Regions from separate parts of the Sus scrofa genome. Here region 1 is linked to region 2. The links are chromatin contacts, called in public HiChIP or PLAC-seq maps. All regions are on one chromosome and are shown on one strand. The core of a region is the stretch at or near the end of the contact, and the rest is flanking DNA. Distances in the headings are between cores, read along the strand shown. Region 1 holds the start of PSPC1 (paraspeckle component 1). Region 2 holds the start of CENPJ (centromere protein J).

The links. HiChIP or PLAC-seq counts read pairs in DNA pulled down with a chosen protein or histone mark.
Region 1: a contact with region 2 is called in an H3K27ac HiChIP or PLAC-seq map of alveolar macrophages. The contact joins the promoter of PSPC1 here to the promoter of CENPJ in region 2. A contact is called at or near these places in 1 of 5 promoter capture datasets (fetal skeletal muscle) and 1 of 2 datasets of contacts at active chromatin or transcription factors (alveolar macrophages).

What each region holds. Positions count from the first base shown.
Region 1 is chr11:570,396-577,240 of Sscrofa11.1, reverse strand. PSPC1 (paraspeckle component 1) reads left to right here and starts at 5,151. Exons shown (of 9, transcript XR_002336589.1): 1 at 5,151-5,647. ZMYM5 (zinc finger MYM-type protein 5) reads left to right here. Exons shown (of 10, transcript XM_021065423.1): 10 at 1-520.
Region 2 is chr11:353,420-359,824 of Sscrofa11.1, reverse strand. CENPJ (centromere protein J) reads left to right here and starts at 1,905. Exons shown (of 18, transcript XM_021065416.1): 1 at 1,905-3,588; 2 at 4,244-4,395. It overlaps PARP4 (poly [ADP-ribose] polymerase 4), which reads right to left and starts at 322. Exons shown (of 31, transcript XM_021066005.1): 1 at 101-322.

The DNA of each region.
Region 1 (6,845 bases), core at 3,902-6,401, 210 kb before region 2:
CGGAGATGGCTTCTGCTTCAAACTCTAAAGCTCAGCCGTGAGACGAAATGCCAGTTTCCATCTAGGCAGTTGTTAATCTCGTCAGCCCGTCAGTCCACACCTTTTAAAAGGGGCGTTCCAGGACTGACATTTGACTGATGTGGCTAATACTCTGTTCTGATTATCCTGAAAGAGGGCCAGAAAGGCTTACAGTTATCAGTACTAGTTGAACAGATACTTAGGTGAACAAGTGCCATTCAGAAAGGGAATGGGATCTGAAACTGCAGCTCTTTGCTGTTAAACCAAATACTTGTGGCTTATCTCATTTGGGCAAAACATTTTATTGTTTGAGCAAAACAATATCTTTTGTTATGTTAAATTAAGGTGGTTAATTTGTGTTTGTTTTGTTTTGCTTTAATTTAATTTGTCAATGTTTTGGCTTTTCTTGTCAGGTGAAAACTAAGCATAAAGAGTGCATACCTATTTTTAAGTTGGTATAAACGTAAGAAATATTAAAATAAAAATATATTGTTAACCTTTAGGTATTGAGCCATTTTTTTCTTGTCATCTGAAGGAGAAATACACCAATGAAAATGAAGGGTCTCAGTTTTTTCAGCGTCAATTGATGTTCCCTTCACGTATTTACTGATTCTCCCTTTGCTTCTGGTTTCTCATACCAGTTCCTTTGTAACGAATATTGTCTCTCGGTTTTCCCCATGAAGCGGAATGGCAGGTGAGCACTGCCTGGAGTGGGAGAGGCGCGCTCGGCGGGACCTGCGCAGGAGCTTGCAGACTGGTAGTGAGGCCAGTGCACGAAGCATGGGGGTGACCAAGGAAATCATTCTCTTTCGTTTGTGACCATTTTCTTTTCTGACAACTGATCACTTCAGTCTTTCAGATGTGGGTCCGACTGAGGCTTTGGGCTTCCCGAAAATGCAGTTTGCTTTCAGAGGCCCTTGAGGATACTTGACAGCACGTCACAGGTTCCGAAGTTCCTTTGCAAATGATTTGTGTGCCCATTATTTCATTAATACCGATTAAGCGAATGACAGATGTGTTACATGATTTTACTGGATAGACTCTTGGATATCTGAGCAAACTAATGAAAGTGACCAGTGCCCCCTTTATTCATTGAGAAAAATGAATTAGATCCTCTCTTTTTTTTTTTTTTTTTTTTTGGTCTTTTGTCTTTTTTTGTTGTTGTTGCTATTTCTTGGGCCGCTCCCGTGGCATATGGAGGTTCCCAGGCTAGGGGTCCAATCGGAGCTGTAGCCACCGGCCTACGCCAGAGCCACAGCAACGCGGGATCCGAGCTGCGTCTGCAACCTACACCACAGCTCACGGCAACGCCGGATCGTTAACCCACTGAGCAAGGGCAGGGACTGAACCCGCAACCTCATGGTTCCTAGTCGGATTCGTTAACCACTGCGCCACGACGGGAACTCCAGATCCTCATCTTTTAAGTGCTTTCGTTTCTGTCTTTTTTTTTTATGGACACACCTGCGGCATATGTAAGTTCCCAGGCTAGGGGTCTCATTGGAGCTGCAGCTTCCTGCATATTCAGTGCTATAGCCACAGCAATGCAAGATCCGAGCCATGTCTGCGACTTACACTGCTGGATCCTTAACCCCGAGTGAGGCCAGGGATTGAACCCGCATCCTCATGGAAACTAGTCAGGTTCGTTTCCGCAGAGCCACAACGGAATTGCCTCGTCTTTTTTAACACATAAAAAAGCAACGTCACTACCCCTCATTTTACTTGTTGAAGGTCCCAAGTGTCCGCTTTATGCTGAGGACTAGGCCCTGGCTGGGAGGAGCGTGTCGCTGAGCCGCTGGTAACCCTGCCCGGGAGCTTTGTCCAGCATCCAGTGTGAGTCCTCCCCACAGTGCCCAGGCCCGGCTGAAGAGACAGTATCAGCTGGCTGTGCCTTCTAGGCCTGGTCCCCAGACCCTACCCACTGTGACCGTGAGGGAGCAGTCTGCCTGTTGCCTGCGTCTCGGGGATCGTGACCCAGGGACGTTGCTCCCTCCAGGTCACAGAGGTGGAGCCTGGGCCCTGCCACAGGGAGGGCACTGGCACTCTGCAGGACACAGCCCTCTGCCTGTTCCTGGGCCCCCAGCTCACCTGCCAGCCTGAGGCTGGGTGGCCTGGAGACCCCGTGGAGGAGGCAGACGTCGTTTTCTCACCACACTCTTTCCCGAGGGCACCCCCGGAAGACCGACTGTTGACAGAACAGGGCCTCTGAGCGTCCCTTGCTAACGGCTGCCCACCCACCTCTCCCCATTACAAAATGAATAAACGTTGATGGTAACAGCTTGGAGTGAGGTGGGGAGGAGTGTTGCTCTGAGGTAGAGAAAAGTGTGTGAACCTGCTGTACAGAACATTAGTCAAGAGCGCTTGAAGCTTGCTGTCCACGCTGCTGTGGCCGCACCTGGAGAATCATGCCCAGCAGTGCAGGACTGCGTGGAAGTCACAGAAAAGGAGTCATCGGATGAGTCTGTGCTAATCTGGGGAAGCCTCCTGGAGGAGGTGAGGCTTGAGGGAGAACTTCAAAGCAGGTCATTGGCTGGTCCAGAGGACAAGGAAACAGCCAGCACAAAGCAGAGGCCTGACCGTCCCCAGGTTAGAGATGTCTCAGAGTGGCTGGAGGGGAGAAGGCGTTTTGTGCCACCAAGTGGAACAGACCCAGGCTGGCTTCACTGGCTGGGGACGGGGCAGCCAGCCCATGCACGACTGGATAAACTGGTACCAGGATCAAGGCTCTGGAGTAAAGCAAAGGCTTGATGCAAAAATAAAGTCAAGAAAAATTACTAGGGGCTGAAGTCTTACCTGAAACGTGTGGTCAAATTTTTCAAGACTGATCGGGTCAGAAAGTTATTACAGCGGGATAGAGAGAGGATAAAAAGAGGAACGGGGAGAGAGAATTTACATTGGCATGAGCTTTTTGGAGCTGGCGTTTTTGTTGAAGTGGAGAAATGACCTCCAAATTGGAAGGCATCACAAGGGAATGTCATTTCCAGGCCTGGTGACATGTGGGGTGAAGGAAAGAAACACACCCACTTTCCTCTACTGGCTGTGGGAGCAGTCTTCAGAGGAAAACCATATTCCAGTTAAAGCAGGAAAGTGGAAAGTGTTCAGTGAAAAAATTAAAAATGGGGATTTTTCTGAAGACAGAGTGAGTTTCCAAGGCTTTGGGGCAGCGGAAAGGGGTGGGGAATTGGGTCAGATTGATGAATTTACAGAGCTGTACAGGGATCAGAATCTGGGTGTAACTGAGGTAAATGAGGATTCTTCCTTGTGTTTCATTTTTAGTTGGTTTTTTTTTTTTTTTTTTTTTTTGCTTCTTTAGGGCCAAACTTAGGGCATATGGAAGTTCCCAGGGTGGGGGTCAAATCAGAGCTGTAGCCCGCACCACAGCTACAGCAACTTGGGATCCCAGCAGCAGCATCTTCGACCTACACCATAGCTCACGCCAACGCTGGATCCTTTCCCCACTGAGTGAGGCCAGGGATTGAACCCACATCCTCATGGACACTAGCTGGGTTTGTAACCCACAGAGCCACAATGCAAACTCCCTCATTTTTATGCTTTTGGATAGTTGAAATCATTTGTTTAAGCTGTAATTTTCTTTTTTGGCCATTATCTGCAGCATGTGTTAGTTCCCAGGCCAGGGATGGAACCAGAGCCATAGCTATGACAATGCTGGACCCTTAAACCACTGCGTCACAAGGGTACTCCATAAACTAATTTAAATACAGTAACACTGACCACTTTAGTATGCCATTCTGCCTATTTTGACAAATTCATGCGATTTTGTAGCTGTCACCACAATCAAGATGTACTTCTATTTTTCCAGACATTTTGCTGTATCCCTACTCGATAACCCCTCCCTACCTTCCAGTTCCTAGCAAGCACTGAACTGTATTCCTTAGCCATAGAATGTCATCTATTCAGAATGTAGCCTTTGAGTCACATTGATGTTTCTACCAGTCATTTATTCCTCTTTATTGCTGAGTATATTCTGCTTTATGAATGTACTACTGTTAATCTCTTCACCAGTTGGATATTAGGGTTGATTCAGTTTTTGTTGATTACAGTATAATTTATAAAGCCCCTATAAAATTTGCATATAGGTTTTTGTGTGAACACAAGTTTTCATTTCACTTGGATATAAGCAGCATTAGGATTGCCGTTTTACTTTTTTTTTTTTTTTTCTTTTCTTTTTTTAGGGCCACACCTCTGGCATTTGGAAGTTCTCACACTAGGTGCTACAGCTGCTGGACTACGCCCCAGCCACAGCAACATGCCAGATCTGAGCCGCGTCTGCAACCTACACCACAGCTCACTGTAACACCAATTCTTAACCCACTGAGCAAGGCCGGGGATCGAACCGTAACCTCATGGTTCCTAGTCAGATTCGTTTCCATTGCACCAGGAGGGGAACTGCAGGATTGCTGTTTTAAAGTAAAACATTTGTGGGTTATGAACCTGACTAGTATCCATGAGGATGCGGGTTTGATCCCTGGCCTCGCTCAGTGGGTTAAGGATCCAGTGTTGCCGGGATCTGTGGTGTAGATCGCAGATGCAGCTCAGATCTGGTGTTGCTGTGGCTGTGCTGTAGGCCAGTGGCTACAGCTCCAATTTAGCACCTAACCTGGGAACTTCCATATGCTGTCGGTGCCGCCCTAAAACAAAAAACCAAAAAACCACACCGTGATTATTTTATGGAATTGGATTTTTCATCGGGAAATACAATAAAAACCTTGCTCTTGAAAAAGGTAGAAATGCTGTTTTGTTTCAACTATTATTGGGAGATAGCTCATTATTTAATGCTATGTATTAAATCCGCAAGTTTTCACTTTCATGCCATTGCTGAAAACTGGGGTGGACATTTGGGCAACTATGGATGTCCCCAACACCTTTGCACTTTCACACATTGCTGCAATGCCGAACAAACTTCCCCGTAGTTACAAGGAACATCACGCTTATCTGGGGAGGGGGAGGGGTAGGCTGGAACCGGGGACCGCGTTAAGCAGTGCGCATGCGCGCGCCCCAGGGCGCCATTGGCTCTGCAGTGCGCGGGCGCGCCGACTCCCGGCTCCAGCGCGGCCTCGGCCGAGGGGCGGGGCTGACTTGGCGTCTCTGCCTCCGGCTCGGCGGCGGCGGCGCCATCTTGGGCGTGCGGCCGGGTGTGCGGCTGGCGGTTGGCGTCCGCGACCGTGTCCTTCCCGACCCCGACTCCGTGGGCGGACGCTCACTGCGGAACGAGCTGTAGGGCTGGGTCCGGAGGGCGCGCGCTGAGATGATGCTGAGAGGAAACCTGAAGCAAGTGCGCATCGAGAAGAACCCGGCGCGCCTCCGTGCCCTAGAGTCGGCGGCCGGCGAGGGCGAGCCGGCGGCCATGGCGCTCGCGCTGCCCGGGGAGCCGCCCGCGCCCGCGCCCGCCGCGCCCGCCGAGGACCGGCCGGCCGAGGAGGGCGGCTTCACCATCGACATCAAGAGCTTCCTCAAGCCGGGCGAGAAGACGTACACGCAGCGCTGCCGCCTCTTCGTGGGGAACCTGCCGACGGACATCACCGAGGACGACTTCAAGCGGCTGTTCGAGCGCTACGGCGAGCCCAGCGAGGTCTTCATCAACCGCGACCGCGGCTTCGGCTTCATCCGCCTGGTGAGGGCCGCGGGCGGGCGGCGGGCCGCGCCTCCCCTCCGCGTCTCCCTCCCTCGGCCTCTCGGCTCCCTCCTCCTCGCCCCCCCGCCCCGCCCGGCCGCCCCTCGTCTTCCCTCTCCCGGCCCTCGTGCCCCCGCCTGGTCTGCCTCCCCTCCGTCACCCCACTCCGCCGGGCCCGGCCGCCTGTCCTCGCGCGGCGCGGGCTGCTACTTTCTGTGTCGCTCGCGCATTGTGCGCTGGAGGAGCACGCTTCACCCCTTGTCAAATAAAGCGGCAAGTTCGCTAGTACCGTGCACACATCGTGCCTCCCTAATGTTAAAAAAACAAAAGTGCCGTTTTATACTTCCAGGACAGAGTACCTGTTTTATTACGTTTTCCTCTGCGCTTTGAGAATTTCCTCGATGTCGTTTATACGGCGTCATCGTAATTGGTATTTACATGCTGGATTCCCCCCCCCAACAAATTATCTTTATAAAAGGGGGACAGTTTTAGGTAAATAAATGGCTTTCCGTTTTTTGTTTTTTTAATCACCGGGTATAGAGTTATTTATTGTTTAGCATGGTCCTGTTCTAGAGTTTTGTACCTTTGCATGGTTTTTGTTTTTACCGGGATAGGCTTGAGTTCCGCCGGTGTTGTGGTTTGATCCTCAAATGTTCATTTCCGATTGTGGAAGCTTTTCTTTGTAGAACTTAAACTCTTCTTTCGATGAGTGGACAAGGCAAAATTCTAATACGTAGAGAAACATAATCAAATGAGACCGTTTTTAGGTAGAACATTTGAAGACCTAGAAATTCCTTAAAATTGGTGTATAATAATCGACCTTTTGAACATAAGTTTTAAGTACGTTTCACTAACATGTTTTTGTTTTGTGGGTTTTCTTTTGTTGCTTGTTTTTTTCCATTTTTGGCCTCCCTTTGGCAAAAATGGAGTTCCTCAGCCAGGGATCAGATTCAAGCCACAGCAACGCTGGATCCTTAACCAACTGTACCTGATGGGGGTCAAACCCACAACGTCCCATTGCTCCCAAGCCAGTGCTGATCCTTTGGTGCCCCAGCGAGAACTCCCATTTAACTATGTTTTGGATGTTAGCGAACAGCCTGTCACTTGATAAAATTATTATTATTATTATTTTTTTTTTTTTTGGCTTTTTGCTATTTCTTTGGGCCGCTCCCACGGCATATGGAGGTTCCCAGGCTAG
Region 2 (6,405 bases), core at 656-3,155:
CTGCGGACAGTCTGCGCGGCCGCCTCCCGGCAGCTCCACCCGGCCGCTCGGCGGGGCCGGCTCAGCCCGACAGGTCGGTCACCCAGCGGCGCCCACGCACCTGCCAGAGGATCCGTCCCGCTCCGGGCTCTCCCGGCGCTGAACACGGGCGCTCCTGGCTCTGGCTTCTCGGGCTCCGGGGTCCGGCGTCTCCGGCGCTGACCTCGGGCGCTGCCCGCCCCGATGCTTCCGCTTTCCCGGCGCTCCCGGCTCCGGGTTCCCGGGTTCCGGGCGCCGCCCTGGGCGGGCCCAGCCCCGCACCGCCCGCTCCGAGCTCCCGGCGCGCGTGGCGGGGCTGCGCGGGCTTCTCTTCCTGGATCGGCCCCGGGGCTCAGGACGTCCAACGCTCCGCCTTGCAGGCGGGATTTGGCCAACGAGGGGGACTCCAAAGTTGGAGTTTGAGAAAAGTGGATGGATGGTGCTGACATTTATCTGAGGAATGAAGGGTAATTTTCGCGAGCGGGAAAGAAGCCAATTTCGAGAGATGCTGGGATCAGGGCAGGAGGGGTAAGATCATGATTTTAGGTGAGGACTTTCAGAGCTTGAGGTTCGCGGTAGCGTTTCTAAGGAGTTAGAAGTACGTATCCGTCATTGCAGAGAAGACGGGCAGGAGATTCACCGAGTCGGAGGTCGAGTAATGGGAAATACCAAAATTCTCCAAACGGTGAATAAAATGGGAATAAAAAAGGTGTAGAAAGGATATGGATTCGAATCCTGACGCTACTCTTTAATTCCCAGGGGATTGGGACAAGGTACTTTACTAAAGCCCCCATTTCATCATCGCTCCCTACCTTATAGGGTTGCGCGAATCAGCTTAAGTAACGTCAGCAAAAATAGTACAGGGTCTGTCCCTCCCCGCAAACATTCTAAAAAATTGACACAAACTGTCAGAAACTACCTTATCAGAATTTGGGAGATAGTCAAATGTTTACGGTAAACAAGCAGATGTAAATGGTTGTAGACGCTGGGCCCTGGGCTCCTTCGTCAGTAAAAACTGAGGAGGCCAGACAAATCCAGGCAAGGCGTTTCTGGGACTTGGGCTGCAGCGGGAAGGATGGAAGACGGGTACCAGTGCCTTTGCTCGCGCCGGGAGGAGGGGTGAGCTGGTTCCTTCCCGGGAGCGAGCGCGGGGCAGGGCAGTGGGTGTGGCAGGAGGCGGAGCCTAGGCGGTCTGGCCAACCCCTTGGTAGTGCCCGGGGCAGAGGTCACCTGCAGACGCTGAAATGATCCTTTGTATCTTGCTCTTCGTAATGACCCCAGCTGTGTATGCATCCAAGTATTGTTACTTTCTTTGTAGTTCTGTCGCTCAGGGAGGTATTTGTCCGCATGCATGTAAGCACTCCTACAGGGTCCCAGGTCCCAGCCCCTGCCTCTCACATCCAGAGAAAGGCCCTGAAACAAGGTAGGAGATTTTTATGGTATTTTAACTTCTTGACCTAAAACAATAAAACAGCCAGTGATTTTACCAATAAAATAGGGTGAACAGCAAAGAATTGCTCTAAAGAGCATGCAATCTGGGAGCACCCTGCGTTGGGTTGTCAACCCACTGAGCCACAACAGGAACTTTTTTTTTTTGTCTTTTTGTCTTTTTGTTGTTGTTGTTGTTGCTATTTCTTGGGCCGCTCCCGCGGCATATGGAGGTTCCCAGGCTAGGGATTGAATTGGAGCTGTAGCCACCGGCCTACGCCAGAGGCACAGCAACGCAGGATCCGAGCCGCGTCTGCAACCTACACCACAGCTCACGGCAACGCTGGATCCTTAACCCACTGAGCAAGGCAGGGACCGAACCCGCAACCTCATGGTTCCTAGTCGGATTCGTTAACCACTGCGCCACGACAGGAACTCCTTTTTTTTTTTTTTTTTAGGCTGTCTTTAGGCATGAACATTGTTAGAAACTTTCTTTCTCTTTGCTTTTCAAGACCACACTAGTGGCATATGGATGCTCCAAGGCCAGGGGTCTAAACAGACCCACAGATTCCAGCCTACGCCACAGCAACGCCAGATCTGAGCCACCTCTGCGACCTACACCACAGCTCACGGCAATGCTGGATCCTTAGCCCACACGTGAGGCCAGGGATCGAACCTACAACCTCATGGTTCCTAGTTGGATTCGTTTCCATTGCGCCATGAAGGGAACTCCAGAAACTTTCCTCCCGAGGTGAAATTCTATAAATCTGAGGCTTGGGGCCTTGGTGAGGAACTCTCTTTCCCACAGGTAAAGTGGGCTGTGGCTTTCTTGCCTTTGCTTAGAGCCAGGTACTTGCATCTCCACGCATACCTGCCTACCCTGCTAGAGTCACCCTTTCTAACCCAGGCGACTTCAACTTGGGGGGGTCCTTCCTCAGCCTGGCCTGCAGTTCCGTCCTTTCTGGAAAAAGCTGCTACCACAACCACTAGCTGAGCCATGAAAAGTTCTCAACTCTGAAAATTTCATACCAGATTGATACTGAACCCAGTTTTGCTGGGCTTGCCACGTGACAGCCCAGTACAATCGGAGTCAAGTTGTTGAGCCTCTGGATCGAACCTGCGTCCTCATGGATACTAGTCAGGTTCCTTAACCACTGAGCCACAACGGGAACTCCAATATATAGCTTTTTGTATGTCAACCATACCTTAGTCAAGTGGTTTTCAAAAAATGTAACCAAGGAGTTCTCTTGTGGGACAGCGGGTTTGGGATCCAGCATTGTGGTGGGGGTTTGATTCCCGGCCTGGTGCAGTGGGTTAAGGATCTGGTGTTGCTGCAGCTGTGGTGAAGGTCGCCGCTGTGGCTGGGATTCAGTCCCTGGCCTGGGAACTTCCATATGCCATGGGTGCAGCCAAACAATTAAAATTAAGACTCTTCCTCATTCAATTTTTACCACATGGTGGGTGCCAAGTTTTTACATATATTCTGTTTAATTTAATATTCTTGTCACTCCTAGGACATAGTTGTCCCCTGCTATCCATGGGGGCCTGGTTCCAGAACTCCTGGACAGCAAAGTCCTTGGGATGAGGGTGGAGCGGGAGAGTTGCACAGGTAGTGGCGGAAGTCCCTTCAGGAACTACAGGCAGACAGGGAGACCCGGGGGACTTTGGGAGATCACTCTACGTCAACAACTGCCCAAGAATGCCATCAGAACGAGGCAGGCTTGCTCGATTCGTGGAGAGCCTGAGATGTGCTTCAGGCCATTGGATGGGAGATGGGGTGAGACAGGCATTCAAGTTCAGACCAAGGGCAGGAGGTTAAGGACCACCCTTCTGCTGATTTGAATAAGCACCCTGACAGTCCTAATTTGACCTTAGAGGGTCAAATACTCTCTTACTGGATACGAAGTTGGAGCTACTACTGGAAGAAAGAGGAAGAGGCGGTCTTTTCCCACCCCCACTGCCCTTGGATTATAAAACTGCAGCCCATTGAATCCTCAGGGCAGAGCCTCCTTGCTGCCCACTTGCATCTCTCACAAGCATCCTATCTTAACAAATCTATTTCTTGCCCATCACTTTGTCTCTCACTGAATTCCTTGGCGCTGAGACACAACGAACCTGAACTTCAGGAAGTCCAGACACAGGGTAAGTGATTCTAATTTAAAAACTGTGGATTCAAGTACCAATCCGGGTTCTGACAGGACTCGAGTCCCGGCACACGGTTTCTAGAACCCATCCTGGCACATGGGTTCTAAGTTCAAGTCACAAGTGCTGTCAGTGTCACTTGGATGCTCAAGTCCCTCCTATAAAATGGTATATAATTTGCTTATAACCTACTCATAGCCTCCTTATACTTTAAATCATCTCTAGATTACTTCGCATACCTAATAAAATGTAAATACCATGTAAATAATTGTAAAAACTATATAAAAAATTCTGAGTGCACAGCAAATTCAAGTTCCGCTTTTTGGAAATTCTGTAACTTTTTCCCCCTGAACTGTCCATCCTCCTTTGGTTGAATGTGAAGATGTGGAACCTGTGGATAGGGAGGCGTGATTGTATTATTATTATTCCCATTTTGCAGATGAGAACAGTTCCTGAGAGGCTGCTGCCAAAGAATGCAAAGCTCTTTGTGAGGCATCCAGGTGGGATTTGATCCAGAGCCTGCCTGTCTCCAGAGCATGGGCCCTGAATTATGATGTCATAGAGCTTTCCTGCTTCCTATGATGGCATAGAGGATTATATCAGGATGCATAATCTGGGGCTGTATGGGAGCTCCTAGTCTGATTTTTCTCTACAGCAATACTTGAAGATACAACAAGGACAGGAGCAGCTGATGAGGCTGGACTGTTCATTGTCCGGCAGTTCCTCCCTCCACCCCTTCTACCTTGTAATGGATTTTGAGAAGCCTTCCGGCTCACTGGGCAGTTGTGAGCATTACCTAGGCTACAGGTGAACATTTATATAATCTTAATTTAATAGTGAAGACTTGGGTATGGTAAAAGACTCATTTATCCAACCGATAAGCAATGCTGTACCACATATTACATTAGAATAAAAATATAGGAATAAAAGGGAGTTCTCACCATGGCTCAGCAGTCAACGAACCCAACTAGTATCTATGAGGACGCAGGTTCTAACCCTGGCCTTGCTCAGTGGGTCGAAGATCTGGCATGGGAGTGAGTTGTGGTGTAGATTGCAGACCCGGCTCAGATCCCACGTCGCTGTGGCTGTGGTGTAGGCTGGAAGCTGCAGCTCTGACTCAGTCCCTAACCTGGGAACCTCCAAGTGCCACAGGTTCGGCCCTAAAAGGACCAAAAAAAAAAAAAAAAAAAAAGGAATAAAGTATACTCACAAAAAGCAGAGGATATTGTGACTGTCTCACAGGATACACATTTTGAAAAATAATGAGACTTTTGGGCCGCTTTCAAGTCAAAGGAGTGTCATAAATGAGGTGAGCACTGGGGTCCTTGTGAGGCACCAAAAAGAGCTGTTCCACCTCGGCCGTCTTTGGCTTTGATTTCCTCATCCGCAGTAATAAAACAAAAAAGCCAACCCCAAAACCTTGATTTATGGAAGAAGGACTATTTTTGAAATAGCTAGCAAAACAATTTTGGGGAGCCCAGTTTCTACAAAAGTGTCTTTTTAGTTACCTTTAACCAGTGGTACTTTGTTTCATAGACTGTATTGGTTTTTACAAACGCACTTCACTTGATGTCTTTAAAAATTTATTTAAACAGACAGGAAGCCCGGGTATGCGCACAATGGTAACTTGCATTGTCAGCATGTATGCGGTGGCAATTAAGAAAACAAGTTTTCAGAGTTCCCGATGTGGCATGGTGTGCAGCTCAGATTTGATCTTTGGCCTGGGAACTTTCCTATGCTGTGGTTGCAGCCAAAAAGAAAAAAAAAAAAAGAGTGAGAAAAGGAAAACAGTTTTTGCTTTGCACTTTCAGTGTTCAAAATAAAGTCTTTTTTTTTTTTTTCTTTTCTAGGGCCACTCCCTTGGCATATGGAGGTTCCCAGGCTAGGGGTCGAATTGGAGATGTAGCCACTGGCCTACGCCACAGCCACAGCCACAGCCACGCGGGATCCGAACCACGTCTGCAACCTACACCACAGCTCACGGCAATGCCGGATCCTTAACCCACTGAGCAAGGCCAGGGATCGAACCCGCAACCTCATGGTTCCTAGTCAGATTCGTTAGCCACTGCGCCACGAAGGGAACTCCAAAATAAAGTCTTAATACCCAATGCGCACACAGCCGTACAAGCTTGAGGTAGAAGACAAGACACTACTCTAGGAGCAAGTTCATCCTAAGGTTACCTTTGAGGTAGCAGGTAGATGGGCCCCTGGGCTGACAGCAGCTGGGATTTGTTAGGCCAAGTAAACTGGGCCTTGTTTCTCTTTGACAACTCAAGGCAAAATTAGTGGAAGAAGCTGTGAGCTCAGCTGGAGTAGTGAGAGAAGATTGTTAGAACAGTGGGGTAGAAGGAGCGATGAGATGGAAGCAGTTTGTTGACCAACACAGTGAACCAATACAGTGGTCGGGAGCTCTGAGCAGGCAAGACTTGGTGTCGTGTGTCGTCCCCCACTCCTCTGCTGCGGGGGACTGCTTTGTTTTGTTGAGCTGTTGCAGAAACCGCAAAAACCGTGGCAACGGAAGGAGACAAACAGCACTCAGAGATACGGAAAAGCAAGGTTTATTCAGCACCGGTGCGGGCTCAGAGGAGTCACCTCCAGAGTCTGAGCACCAGGTCTTTGTTCTCAGTAACTTTTATACACTACAAGGTCTTGATTTTCCCATGTAAGCATCCCGGACCTCCCCCATCCCCAAGCAGACAGTGTTCCTCCCTAAGAAACTGAGCCAGCGAGGTTACAGAAGCAGAACTGATGAGCAATGCTGGGTGCATCATTAGCAGGGCCGCTGGCTTGGAGGTAGGGCACACAGTTGTTACATTA